Regions from separate parts of the Columba livia genome. Here all the other regions are linked to region 3. A link is a contact called in public Hi-C data. All regions are on one chromosome and are shown on one strand. The core of a region is the stretch at or near the end of the contact, and the rest is flanking DNA. Distances in the headings are between cores, read along the strand shown. Region 1 overlaps MTURN (maturin, neural progenitor differentiation regulator homolog). Region 2 overlaps ZNRF2 (zinc and ring finger 2). Region 3 holds the start of ZNRF2 (zinc and ring finger 2).

Region 1 (4,754 bases), core at 444-2,943, 50 kb after region 3:
ACACCTCTACACATCAAGTAGCTATCATCCACCTGCATTTTTTCACCCGTCTTTCAAATCGCCTTGCACTCCCATTTTTCAGCAGAGAAACTCTGAATGCTTAAGTTCAGCCTGCGAAAGCTGTTCATGGCTTGGCACAGGGTGTGAGCTGAGACAAATGTTGTCACAGGCTATCTGTCACTTCAGAAGCCATCAGTCCAACAAATCCAGAAGCTGGTGTTACATTAAGGCATCTATGGCATGTCTGCTCCTATAAATACATCACTTACAGTGGAGACCTCTATGAGCTGTCAAGGGGCAGGTTTGTATTTATGGCACCCATTGAATAAAAAGGGAAAATTAATTTCCTGTTTTGAAATCAGTTTCAATTTTATCAACAGGAAAACTACATCACGAAGCTGACTATCTGCCTGCAATATAACGTACACAGCTTTCCTATTTAGCCATTGGGCAGATTATTCTCTGCTGGATGGATGTGTCATTCCTATTAATGCTAATGATAGTCCCACATATGCTGTGACAGAATAAATGCCAAACTACATGAACCATTTACTCCCTAAAGGGAAATGCAACTCCTTCAAGCAGTGTAGGAATCTGCCAGCAAAGTGATGGGAGCCCAAGAAGAGTGGGGCGAGCTTCTAGTGAGGCTGGGATGTAGGGATGTTGCTTTCCCAGCAAACTGGAGATTTTCCCATCCATGCTGTCCCCTTCTGCTGTTTTCTCCTGCTCCCTGAGTTGAAGCAATCGTAAATGAGCTGCTAGAACAAGAGATTTCAAACAGCCCTTCAGAAGAAACCAGAAACCTGCTTGCTTACCCGTGTTGATTTTTAACCCAGCTCATTTCACAATGCAGTTCTGCAGACAGCTGTACCAGCGTCACTGAGAGCAGCGAACTGTGGCTGGAGGCCAGGAATGAGCCATTAGAGCAGGGCTGGATCAAAACTTCCTATGCTGGCATGGGAGGGAGCAGGAAAGCAGGAGGACATGGAGCCCTGGCGGGGTGCCTGCCTTGGCACACGGCGCATGGCTGTGCCACCTCCGCATGGTGACACCAGCTCACAGAGCTGCGGGTGAGCTCTGCCTCCACAGCAGCTTGCCCAGCTGCCGGCTCCAACAGGGTTTGGTCAGCACATGGTTTCTCACCCAGGCCTTTGCCCAGGCTCTGAGGCAAGCTGCCCAGTCCTCCTGGAGCAGAACCAGGTCATTCAAGGGGCATCCCTGTCGTCTGCCCTCCGAGGCATCTCTGGCAGTCATGTACACATGCCATGGCAGCATGACAGGGGACTCCATGATCCAGCAGATCTTGAAGGCAGAAGGAAAAGGCTTCATCAGAACATCTTTAGGAGTTCTCTATGCAACCATAAAGCAGTTGGTTAGATGGACAAAAAGAGCAGGGGCTGGAGGAAAATCAGCTCTCAGGTTCACTGATAAAGCTGAAGAAGAGACTGGGTTTTTGCTCTTTTATGAGGCTCTTGGTAACCGCTGTGCTATGTCAGTAAAGTCAGCTTTGACCACGTGCTGTCTTTTCACACAGATTTCATATCTGAGCAAGTTTATCAGTAAACAAACCCAGTGGCGCTACTGAATGCCCTGAGTGCCAACTTGCCAGGGGATCAGAGTCACTGCAGCAGAACTGAGCTTGTCCTGGCCCAGCATATTCCCAGGGGATGCAAACCCAGTGGGTGACCCACACAACAGCCTCCCTGCAGACCTGGGATACTCCCACTCCCTGCACTTTGCCACCAAGCATGTCTTTCTTTACTTTAATAAATAAAGAAGGTACTTGCATTTCTGAGGTAATCTCCATGGAGTGAATGCAATAATATGTCATGTGGTGTTAAAGGAATGCAAGCAGTCATGAGTTAGGAGGGAAATTAAACCAGGCTTTAGCTGCTTCCACATAGAACCAGACAATAGATTGTGTTGTTTCCTCCCCACATAGGGTGTTCTTCCATGGGTGAGTCAGACCTAATTCACATGGAGTCTTTCATATGGTACCAATAGGATACGAAAGATAAAATAGAGATAAAATAGCCAGCAGGGTCCACATTGCATATCTGGCAGGTCAAACTCTGCAAGCCCTGTTTGGTTTCTCCTGCATCTCAGGGACTGACAGGGACTTTGCAAAGTCCTCATGTGTTGCTGTGGCCAAAACATCTCCATGCACAACATTACTGCTCACTGTTTGCAGGCAGTAGCATCTGAAAATGCATTTGACCTGCTCTTCTGGCTGGCTATGGCTCGGAGAGCCACATGCCTGCTCTGCCAGCCTGTGTTGGCTACAGCTTGCTGTAGCTGCAGCTGAGATAGGGGAAGAGGACAGAGGACCTTTCAAACAAGACTTCATGGAAAAATATCCACCTTAGCTAGGAGGGGCTGTACTGGTCCTCAGGGAGGCTCTGAACTCTGACCACTTCTTGGGATGGACAGTGGAGATGACAGTAGAGCACATAACTTGTGAGAACTCAAGAACCCAGTTGTCCATTCAGAAGAATGTGGCCACCACTGCCATGGAACCCACAGGTCCAGCTACAAATGGCCAGTGTTGGCCAATTTCACCTGTGCATGCTGGCTGCTGGAGAGGTGAGTAATGGTTGTATACTCTGCTGCTGCCACGTGTTGTAAGACTCACTGGTCATCAGCAGTAGTGGCTACTGATGGTTAGGACTGCATGGAAGCAACACGGGGCATCCCCATTCCTCTGAGCTGCACTCCATTCTGTCCCTTTGTGGCCACCTATAGAAACAGAATTTTTTTTTACTGTGCTTAGCCTAAGTTTAACAAGGCAAAATAAGCTGGATCTGGAGACACTGAGGCTGCTTGAAAGTTTTCAGGAATTCTCATCTGTTTTCTTCAATGTAGAAAGTTCATTTGCCAGCATAGCTAATAAGGACATTGGTGATATCAGCAGTCTTTCCCTTCTCCTTGGAAGCTCCTCTGTTATCAAGGCTAACGAATCATTTAATGGGATATCGGGATTGCAGATTTACCCTATTTAAGTATCATTGCTGGCTAAGCGCGGCACATGCATTTTAAGACATGAAGGGTAAGTGATGGGCACTGACTGGAAGCTTTACTCTGCTGAGCAGCAGCTGTAAAGGCAAAGGAGAGCAGAGGTTCAGGGAGCTGCAAGACCACACAAGCCGCCCATCGGACATGCTGGCTTCAGTGGTAGTAGACAGAAACATGTTATTCGTCTCCTCTGTGTAATTTGCGTGCATGTCTAAACATCCGAAACAACAGCACCCGCCAGGCCGCTGCAGGTGGCTGAATGGCAGCATTTGGTGACTTCGCTTTGGTTGTATTAACTCTCAGCATTGTCATCCCATTAGGTCCCAGGCCTGAGCCTGGGTGAGCACAGGGCCATGCAGGCCTGGGCAGGTCCCTCATCTATGGGCAAGGCTCGCCATACATTGTACAAACAACCCTGCCGCGGGGCGAGTGGGAGGAAAGGAACTTTATTAGGAAGGAAAACACAATTTTTATTGTTCTGAAAAAACAGTTGGTGGTGAAAGCACCCAAGGTGTGATAACATGTACAAGTTCATGAACTGTGCAAAGGGACATGGTGACAAGCTGTGCCAAGAGGAGAGGGGATGTCAGCCACGGAGCTGCAGAAGTGCCTCATGCAGCAGCAAAGAGCCCTTGCTGTTGGCTGTGCTGGCCAGCTGGGTGTGGGGCACTGTGACAGCAAGCTGGTGCTTAGTCACAAGGATTTTGGGTCCTGCCAATGATTTTTTTGCCAAGGCAGAAGCAGCTGAGTGACAGAGGAGGGTGTCGGAGGTGGGCTGCAGTTCCCAGTGATAGCTGGTGCAGGACCAGGTGCACATCACCTCGCTGGGGGATGGTGAGGAGGAAGAAGAGGTGCAGTGGTTGTCACTCACAGGCACTTACTACAGCCACATTTGCCTGTGTGTTTTTCCACCAGATGCTGCTACGTCTCCACGTCCATTTCTGTTGCCTGCTCTAGCTGAGCCAGGCTGCACTCAGCTGCCACAAGGCCTTCTCCAGTCCCATCGCAGATCAAACCCATCCCCTTTTCCGCCAGTCCCTTGCTATGATGCCCTCTTCCTGGTCTTGGTCCTCTCATACCTCCTCTTTACCATTCCCTTTCCTTGTCTCACATATGCCACCAGCTCCTGAACTGTAGTCCACTTTCAGGTGGGGTCTGTGACCTCCCAGGTGCCTCCTCCTTGGCTCTTTCCCTTTGACTCAAGCTACAGCCTGCTGTCCCAGCTCACTGCTGGTGTTCCTCTGGGGCTGACTGTGCCAGCAACCCCCCTGTGAAGCAAGAGAAGTAACAAGCTGCTTTCATTGCTTTGTTTCCACAGTAACAAAAATGGCTTTTTTCCTTCCCCCTGCAAAAAATACCCCCCATCCCCCTTTTGAGACACCATCTCCAGCACTTCTTGCACACATCTGAAGACCCTAGGGATGGTAAGTCTATCCCTAGTTTCCCTTGAGCTCTTTTGTGTGCTGATGCATGACAGCAGGTTCTTGCAGCTGGTAGTATGCACCTTTGCTGACCTGCTGCTGTGCTGCAATCTTTTACAAGGGATGCTGCATGGGGCCAGTTATCTAATGAACTGCTCATGTGTGCGTGGGAGGATTCGGGGAGCGCTGATGAAGCCCCATTAGCAATCACATTGCTGGTTCTGCAGGTAGTCCCCTCCCTCCCTTTTTTGGATGACATGGCAAAGAAACTGCACATTGACAAAGCTAAAAGGAATTCAGCAAGAGCCTTGCTGTAGTGGT
Region 2 (4,521 bases), core at 326-2,825, 40 kb before region 3:
TTCTACAATCACACTAAAGTTTGGGGTTTTTTTCTCCTCATTTTTTAAATTTACAGGCTAGCAGAACTACTGGACACCAGTATGACAACAAGGCATTGCAGCTAATAAAGCTGTAGATTGAAGCAGACTTCCTTGGAACTGGGAAGAAAATAAAGATTAAAGTGTCAACCAAACAATTCCACCCCCATCTCTTCAGTCCAAACAAACACGATTATGGACTAAAAATGATCAATGAATACTACATTTTTGCTTAGCTACATGAAGGATATCCAATATTTAATGTTATACATTAAGATTATCTAAGGAAATTTCACACAAGAAAGGAGGGGATGAGGAACATGGTTGAAACGAAGAAAATTTTATTTGGCTTTAAATTACAAATAGCTATTAGTGCAGGTTAAAGCTGAAGTTGTCTGAGGCTTTTATGAGGAAACGTTAACAAGATTTCATAAGCTAATACAGTTCAGCACAAAATCTAGCACTAGTGAAGTTTTTCGTATTTCAGCTGTGTGTTAGAACTTCGGGTTATTACTGCAGCTGAACAAATCTGTATCCATGTGAGACAAAGAAATGCAAACTTTGGGGAGCAAGAAGGTTCCTCCATGGAGCATACAGCAGGCTAATCTAGTATTTTGTACCTATGTCAATATATAATCAATGTAATTCCTGTCAAAAGGCAATTTACAGCTGTTCTAGAATCACTGGATTTTGAATCAAATACTAAAAACTGGTAACATTCTCTCCTGTGTAAGCAATGATAATAATCCCCAGTTTAGGAGCGAGATACTCTAGCACATCAATAGTGTTTTCACCCAGTTTGTTTCTGAAGAATTAGACTTGTTCTACCACTGAAACCCGCTGCAAAAGCTGGACTGGACTTCTTTTGTCATTGGAGGCTTGAGTCTGCCAACTGAGAAGCATAAGGCTATTTAAGTAATCAAAGTGTAGCAGGTTTTAAAGCAAGATTATAATCTGAAGAATAAATTCCATGTGACATTTCAGGCAATACTTTCAATTGATCTGCCCTTGGGGCAGTTTGTGAACAAGGAGTGCCTCCCATTCTTTTACATTTCTTTAGAAAAAAACCAATAATCTTAATCTGTGAGCAATCTGTTCTAGTTCCTGCAAAACAGTGAGGGATTTAGGGAAGGAAATACCATGAAATTCCTACATAGATCACTCAGTCTCAGCGAGATGTAGTTTGGTATTTATTTTTAAAATCCTAAAGATTTCAAGTAGTTTAATTTCAAAATCCAGCCAATGAAACCTGTTCTCTAAGATTCTTTCGAGGTCCCTTCCAATCCCTAACATTCTGTGATTCTGTGATTAAGAAAAACTGTGTATTTTCAAGGGTTTTGCTTCCACAGAGCAACTACAAAAAATAAGTCAGTTTGCTGCTAATAAACGAGTAAAATCTTAAGGTTTTATAGCGATCAGCTTTAAAGACTGCAGAATTACCATATGAAACTAGGAACACGACTTCCCCTGAAGCTAGGTTCCCAGCAGTCACAAGACTGCAGCAGTTTCAGACGCGATTTATGACATCCTCCCAATGACCTCGCAAAGCTAAGACTGATTAAGTGTAAGACAGGGAAGGTAGCTCCTGTCTGCCCGCGTCACATGGTGCAGAGTCACGGCACAGCGAGCGCTTGCTGCCGAGCCAACAGAACCGTCCCTGAGCTTTTCCACCGCATGCAGCACTGCGCTGACATTATATAAGGGAAACACAATGACATACAGCGTGATATAGCGGTTCCCCTTCTAATCCGATCTGAATCGCTCCTCCTGTCACCCGCAGCTGTTCTTTGCACCACTGGTTTGCAGGTGTATCTGTAATTTTCTAGGACAAGAATTGTCATTTGACTTAAGCAGCACTGTCAGTACCAACGCAAGACAATGGTAGTATCTGAGGTTAGGAGTAGCTTATAAGGAAAATAAACAACTTGAGCTATTCAGCACATGAATGATCCTATTTTCTCTATTTCTTTCAGAAACAAGCAGGCTTGTTCTATAGTCGTCAAAAGCTTTACTATATTTCTCCAGTGCTGCACATAAAATATTCCCATGGCACATGTGTGCATTTATATAAAGGTGATTCCAATGTACTGAGAAAAAAAATTGTTGTCACACTCCCAAGAACTGAATTAAGTATGAGGTGACATTGCAGCTATTTCGGCCAGGAGTGATTTGCAATGGCTCTGTCACAGGAAGTTCAGTCTAGCTGACTTAGGCCTGACTCAAAGGAAAATATATACAGAATCACCCACCAAATATCCTTCTCCCCAGAGGTTCATTAAAATAATAAGTTGCGTTCACAACAAATCAGAGAAGTTTAAGATATGAATGGATGTAATCTCTGCTGTGTGTCCTCCTCAATAGGATCCAAGCTTGTTAACTTCATTACAGCAAGAAAATTCAGCATAATCTATTGAGGACCCATAACCTGAACCATGAAAGTGAGCTGTCATAGCTTCTTTACAAATCTATGCCTCCCTGTCTCTTACGTGAAAAGCAAAATAATAAGCAATATTGATACCTCAAACACCACCACTAAACCTCCGAGATTACATCTTACTAAGATAAATGGGGCAGTCTGCAGTTCTGGGAACTGCTGTTCAGACAACCGAAGTGCTTCCCTCTCTGTGACACTATGTTCCCATTCCAGGAGGTTTCTTCACAGCGACACCATTAGAAATACACAACTTACTTTTTGACTCCATAGCAAAGGGTTGACAGTTTGTGGGTGTGAAGATAAGACGCTGCAGCCTCTAAAAGTGCTGCAACTCCACGCTATCACAGACTGACCCAATTCATCCGCTGACTTGAGGCTGAAATGGGGTCACCGAAGCAGGTCCTACCGCCTTTAGGAGGTAGGTACACGCTGAACTTCATTGTGGCTTTATTTAGTGACATTTGTCAGTGCTACTTTTTAAAATTAACCATCTCCCTCCCAACAAACCTGAACTCTAACAGGCTGCTTTTGCAGTGGTGCTCTTCTGTGAGGTACCAAAAACTGCTGCAGGAGAGATTTGGGATGGTTGGAAGGAAATAAGGCTTTTCTGAACAAAAGGGAGGAAGGGCCAGAGTTTGCCACTGTTCCTCTTGGCCATCTGGTTTGGACAAGTAGCTATCCATGGCCTACATGGTTGTGCTCCTCCTTGTTCAAATGTTGCCAACAATTCCCAAAGGGAGGAAGTACAAACTAATCAATATATTTTAATCACGTTCTCCAAACACAGTTTTGCTCCTTAAAATTGTAACAATTATTTGCAGGATGAGCTATGAAAAGCCTGAGCTGACATTATACCAATTCACAGAACAACAGGTGTGCAAATGTCCAAGATTAAAATTTTATTGACTATAGTGATGTTCTACTGTCATCATATTAAGCAAAATCTCAAAGTTTAATAGATGTGCAACAGTTCTAATTATTTTCAAGAACCACTGAAGAAAACAGTTTTAAAACATCAGGGAAACTGACTGAACCTCCTACATACTCTGCAGGATGTTCATGAGTACACAAGATCAGGATGAGTAAATGTCACTATTTTAACTGCAAGCACAGGATAAGTGTCTGTTTACGCGTCCTGTTAAACTACCTTATAAAGTATGCTCTTCTCCCTCAGCACTCCTGAGGACAGAGCACAGAACCATCTAAGTCATAGCAAGAAGCTAGAAACTTTCAGGCAAGAATCTTGTTAAACTCCAAGAATGGAAGAATTAAGAAATTCTATGGAGAAGTTTATACTTCAGGTAAAGTGGAACAAAAGAACTGATTTACCTTAGTATTATTTTGTACTGCTTTGCTTAAAGTCTAGTCCTATTAAAGGATGAGGACAAGGAGGAAGGCTTAAGCTTTTCCAGGCAGACTGGCAAGATGCCCTTTTGCAAGGTCTTTAGGGTGTGATCTCAGGAACCTTGGCAGAGAAGTGAACTTGAAGTCAGCAATTCTTTTCATTTGAGACTGAAGTTTTGCGTGTATCAGTCAAAACAGTTGACAGCATCTGTCCTGCTGAGTAAAATACTCTCCCTTCTTTTGTGCACTGAAGTGACCAAGGAAATCAAGTCACTGCACTGGGCAGAACTACCAGAATAATGTATTTTGGTGGTCCTAACGTTAGATTAAGGTGTGTTATTTTTCTTCCCTTCTACTGAGCAATATAAACCAAGTAAGTTCTAGCACAAGTAGCTTGCCCCAAAGCCATGAAACAGCCACCAATCAACAAAACTTAGAACTTGTGTTAGAAAAAATGAGGTCAGTCCCATTCACAAAGAACATTTCAAAAATATTTTTGTTAGCCCTTGAGGTGACTCATGTCAATCTTCAAGACTCTACTTTTGATCAATATGCATATGTTATGGCTGTCATTTAGCAGCTGACAACTCCTCTGGCAGGATTATTGCTCATGCAGCAATTCCAGCTCAGGATTCTGACACTCACTCACATGCAGGCCTCAGCATGTGGCTGTACCAGCATTTCTCATCCCTCACAAAACAAAACTTAACCCAATACCTCAAACT
Region 3 (4,165 bases), core at 1,033-3,532:
GTGCTGGGAGGCAGCAGTTTCAGATCTAGGAAGTAACAGCTATACTGTTCTCGGGTCAACACACAAGAGCCCAGAGGTGGCGGGTCATGGGACAGAAACCCCACCAGGGTAGGACCGAAGAGAGCTCTGCTCTGGCTAAAACTAGGTTGCATTACAGAAAAGAAGAAAACCCAGCCTGCTACAAATACAATTCACAAACAGATTAATTAGAATATAGAAATATAGGAATTTTACAGTAGCCTCCTCTTTCTCAAAATAAAACTTTTGGGGAAGTTGGTTGGTATTTAGACAGGTTATAATACATATATACATATTAGAATTATGAAGAGAATGAATCCATTGCAAAAGTCACCTTGCACCTTAATGTTTGACTTAAGCGAACAACGACCTCTAGAATAAACAGTACTGAAAGTAGTCAGTAACTTTGGAAGCAGCTGGCAACTTACAGGCAGATTTTTAACCTAAAGAACACAAGCGGTAAAATGCAAAGCCCTATTCATCTCAATATCACAGGAGAGACAAAAACACTATGACAAGTTGCTCCACGTCTAATATGCCCCTTAAAGGGCCTCAGCTTCTTGGTTAATTCCGAGTTTAGCAGAGTGTTTCTCCTGCCTCAAGTGCACACACTGCCATCCTCAAGACTGTACAGGACCAGTGCTGCATGCCTGTCATAGACAGCTATCCGGCTCTCCTCATCTCTCAGGGGGAAAATGAGGAAAGAAACTTACTTTAACTTCTGTTTTTCTTAATCGACTTTCAGAACCAAGAACCCAAAAACTTAGAAAGAGAAACAGGCACCAACTACATATTAATCAGCACGTAAAGAGGGGTTTGGTCCGATTTTAGAATAAACGACGGAGACACATGATCCAATTAAATTCTAATTATGTAAGTAGCAGGCAAGAGTATTTACACAGGCACTGATTACAGCTATTAGAGTCTAAAGTCGCCAGCCAGAGAGGCTCCGCTTCCTTTTCGCCGTCCCGACGGTACCGCCGCGGAGTTCGGTTCATTTTTAACCTCCTCCTTTCACATCTCTCGTTACAAACAATAGGAGACGCTGGCCTGTCAACCCCATCTCCAAACCGTGATCCCCCCTCCGGCGGGCGCAAGCTTGGAAGAGTCGCCGCTCTCCCCAAAGTGATGATTCATGACCCGTCCCACCTCCGGGCCGGGAGCCGGGGAAGGAAAGCCCCCACATTCCCCACTGGGGACCCCTCACCCGCAGCAGCGAGAGAGGCACCTAAGCCCTCCCGCCGCGCCCGCTCCGTCGGCCGGCCCTTACCTCCGAACAGGTGCGGCGAGAGGTGAGCGGGCAGCGAGCCGATCACTAGCCGGGGCCCGCCGGAGGAGCCGCCGTCGCCCCCCGTGGGCCGCTCCCGGCCGCCCTCCTCCGGGGTGCTGTTCACCGAGTCCTGCGAGCCGTAAGGGCCGCTGCTGTGTGGGATGTTGAAGGCGGACTGCGCGGCCCGGGCCCCTGAGGCGCCCGCACCCCCTAAGGACCTGCTCCGGGGTGCCGACCCCGCGGCACTCGCCGCCGCCGCCGCCGCTCCTCCTGTGGCCGTCGCGCCGCCGGGAGCGGCATGAGGCGCCGCCGCCAGGTGCGCGTACCGCCCGCCAGCGCCTGCCGAGCGCCCGCCAGTCCCGTTAGCGCCGCCGCTGCTGCTGCTGCTGGAGGAAGGTAAATCCCCGCCCGAGTACGCCCGGGTGCGGCCATTGGCGGCGGTGGGGCTGCTCTGCTTCGCACCCATGGTCCCGCTGCCGCCTGGCGCTGCCCGGTGCCCTTCGCCGCCGCCTTCCCCGCGGCGCCCGAGGGTGGCGGGAGTCCGGCCAAAGCGGGGGCGATCCGAGGCGCGGGTCGCGCCGGGGAGAGAGAAGAGGGTGCGCCGAGGGAGGGAAACAGGTCGCTCGGTGGGTCGGTGTCGAGAGGGGAGAGCCGCCTGCCGAGATCCGACTCAGCTGGCGGCCCCGGCGCGGCCGCTGCTCGCGGGTCTGGGGCGCCACCATGAGCTGCTCGGGACGGTGCTGGCTCCCGCCGTGCGGCCACTCGGCCCCGCCGCCGCTGCTGCTGTTGTGCCTGCTGCCGCTGTGCCCGCCGCCGCCGCCATCCTCCTTCACTGCTGCTGAGCTGTGTGGGGGGCAACGGCGGCAGCAGCGCCGCCGAGGCCGCTCGCTCGCCCGCGGCGCGCCGTGCCTGTGCCGAGGGAGGCGGGAGGGGGCGGTCACCCTAGCGCAGCCGCTCCTCTACCGTGTCGCCATACTGGGGGCGGCACCAGCGGGCGGGATAGGGAGCGGTTACAGCGGTAGGGGCCGCCGCCTCTCTTTCCTCTCCGTCCGCCCGGCCGCGGACCGGCCCCCAGCGGCGTGACGGGTCGGGCCCGCCGTCTCGCCCCGCCTCCTGCCCCTCGCCTCACGCAAGGTGGGGGGCCGAGGCGAGAACCTGCCTGCTCGCCTGAAGGGGGAACCCCGCGGGGCGCCGGGGCGGCCGCCCCGGCGCAGAGGGAGTTAAAAGCCCAACTGCTGCTAGCAGGTGCTGCGCTCTGGCGGTTGGTGGCCGTTGGCGGCGGTCGATTCTGGGGCTGCGCTCCGTGCTGAGTCCCGCCAGGTGAATGGGAGAAGCAGCCGCAGCGGGAGGCGGCTCGGTGGGGCGGGCAGGATGGGGGTGACCAAGCGTGGGACGCTGCCCCCCAAGGCGGCGGGTGCCCTCCTGCCGCGCCGCTGCTCCGTTTGCCGTCGCAGCCTCAGCGAAGCGCCCGAATGCCTGGGCTCCGGGCCCCACCGGGCGAGCGCGGCTCCCGGCTGCTGGGCTGGGCCGCGCACCGACTGAGGGCCGAAGGGCACAGTCTGCTGCTCCCCAAGCCCGGGTTTGGCGGGGTGGTTGGTGAAAGGGCCGCTCACTCCTGTCGGGAGCTTTCCCTGGTAGGGGACTTCCAACCCGGGCTGTTTTCTCATATATCTGGAGGAGAAGCTGGACAGAAAGAATGAAAATCTCTTTTTTCTTTGCTTCACAGGCAATATTGGAAAATCCTGCAGACCTCAGTCTCTCACTTTGAGAAAAGCTCCCCTTATGTGTACCATTTGTACTATAGATATTACATGCAATTACTACATGTATTATGTTTATGAAATGTACAAATGTCCCTCACATGTACATGTATCTTTAACACTCATCCTCAGTTGCAAACAGTTTCAGAGGCCTCCCTTTTCCCCATATCTTACCATCTACTACAACCACATGCAGTTGCTTTCTGGTATCAGTGCAACTCACAGTTAAATTTGCAAGAAGATAAACCGTAGCTGAGAATGGCAGAGGAGGTTACCAGCCCTAACGCTACATTGTGACACCACTTTTCTGGGTAGCTGAGACACTTTGTTGGTAATCTGGAGAACAAGTCTTATGAGGAGTGGCTGAGGGAACTGGGACTGTTTATCCTAGAGAAAAGGAGGATGAGGGGAGACCTTATTGGTCTCTACAACTTCCTGAAAGGAGGTTGTAGCATGGAGGGTGTTGGTCTCTTCCCCCAAGTAGCAAGTGAGAGGATGAGAGGAAATGGCCTTGAGTTGTGCCAGGGGAGATTTAGATTGGATATGAGGAAAAAATTCTTCACGGAAAGGGTTGTCAGGCATTGGAACAGGCTGCCCAGGGAAGTGGAGGAGTCACCATCCCTGGAGGTGTTTAAAAGGTGTTTAGACAAGGTTCTTAGGGACATGGTTTAATGCTAGAGGTGGGTTATGGTTGGACTTAATGATCCTGGGCGTGTCTTCCAACCAAAATTATTATTCTAATCTGAACCCCATTTAGAGGCTTCTGCTGTAAACCATTGCTGGTTTCAGTAAGAGGCAGTGATTCCACAGCTGTCTCATTAACAGTTTGGTCTTTTGTTTGCCAGGTGCTGGGCAGACAGCTGGGGTTGATAATCTGCTGTCCCAAACTACATTGTTCCCACTTGTGAATTACAAGCTGCTGTCTCTGCTAGCAGTGGTAGGTACTTCCAGGTAGATCAAGCATGAGCACCTTCTAGCTCAGGTTCCTACAGAAAGAAAATCGGTGTGCCTGCTCTGCCACTAGTTACTTTTAAAACCCTTGGCTAGCTTCAGCCAAATCTGTCAGAGACAACAACTATAGAAAATAAGCAGCTATGTAGAAGACAGGGACACTACT

What was found. Hi-C and Micro-C count contacts between places; a contact is called where the count stands out from the background.
Region 1: a contact with region 3 is called in a Hi-C map of crop, with 2.5 times the contacts expected there. The contact joins the enhancer-like site here to the promoter of ZNRF2 in region 3. A contact is called at or near these places in 2 of 2 Hi-C or Micro-C datasets (crop and liver).
Region 2: a contact with region 3 is called in a Hi-C map of crop, with 2.6 times the contacts expected there. The contact joins the enhancer-like site here to the promoter of ZNRF2 in region 3. A contact is called at or near these places in 2 of 2 Hi-C or Micro-C datasets (crop and liver).

What each region holds. Positions count from the first base shown.
Region 1 is chr2:45,608,243-45,612,996 of bColLiv1.pat.W.v2, forward strand. It overlaps MTURN (maturin, neural progenitor differentiation regulator homolog), which reads right to left. Exons shown (of 4, transcript XM_065051678.1): 4 at 3,443-4,280. Among named protein-coding and RNA genes, the nearest start is that of MTURN, 24 kb to the right of the region's middle. Within about 2 kb of position 1,694, at least 1 of the 3 cell types and tissues checked has an H3K27ac peak away from gene starts, as active enhancers do.
Region 2 is chr2:45,518,381-45,522,901 of bColLiv1.pat.W.v2, forward strand. All of the region lies in intron 2 of ZNRF2 (zinc and ring finger 2), which reads right to left. Among named protein-coding and RNA genes, the nearest start is that of ZNRF2, 39 kb to the right of the region's middle. Within about 2 kb of position 1,576, at least 1 of the 3 cell types and tissues checked has an H3K27ac peak away from gene starts, as active enhancers do.
Region 3 is chr2:45,557,745-45,561,909 of bColLiv1.pat.W.v2, forward strand. ZNRF2 (zinc and ring finger 2) reads right to left here and starts at 2,283. Exons shown (of 5, transcript XR_010470149.1): 1 at 1,289-2,283. It overlaps LOC135578475 (a long non-coding RNA gene), which reads left to right and starts at 2,283. Exons shown (of 2, transcript XR_010470150.1): 1 at 2,283-2,608; 2 at 3,015-4,165.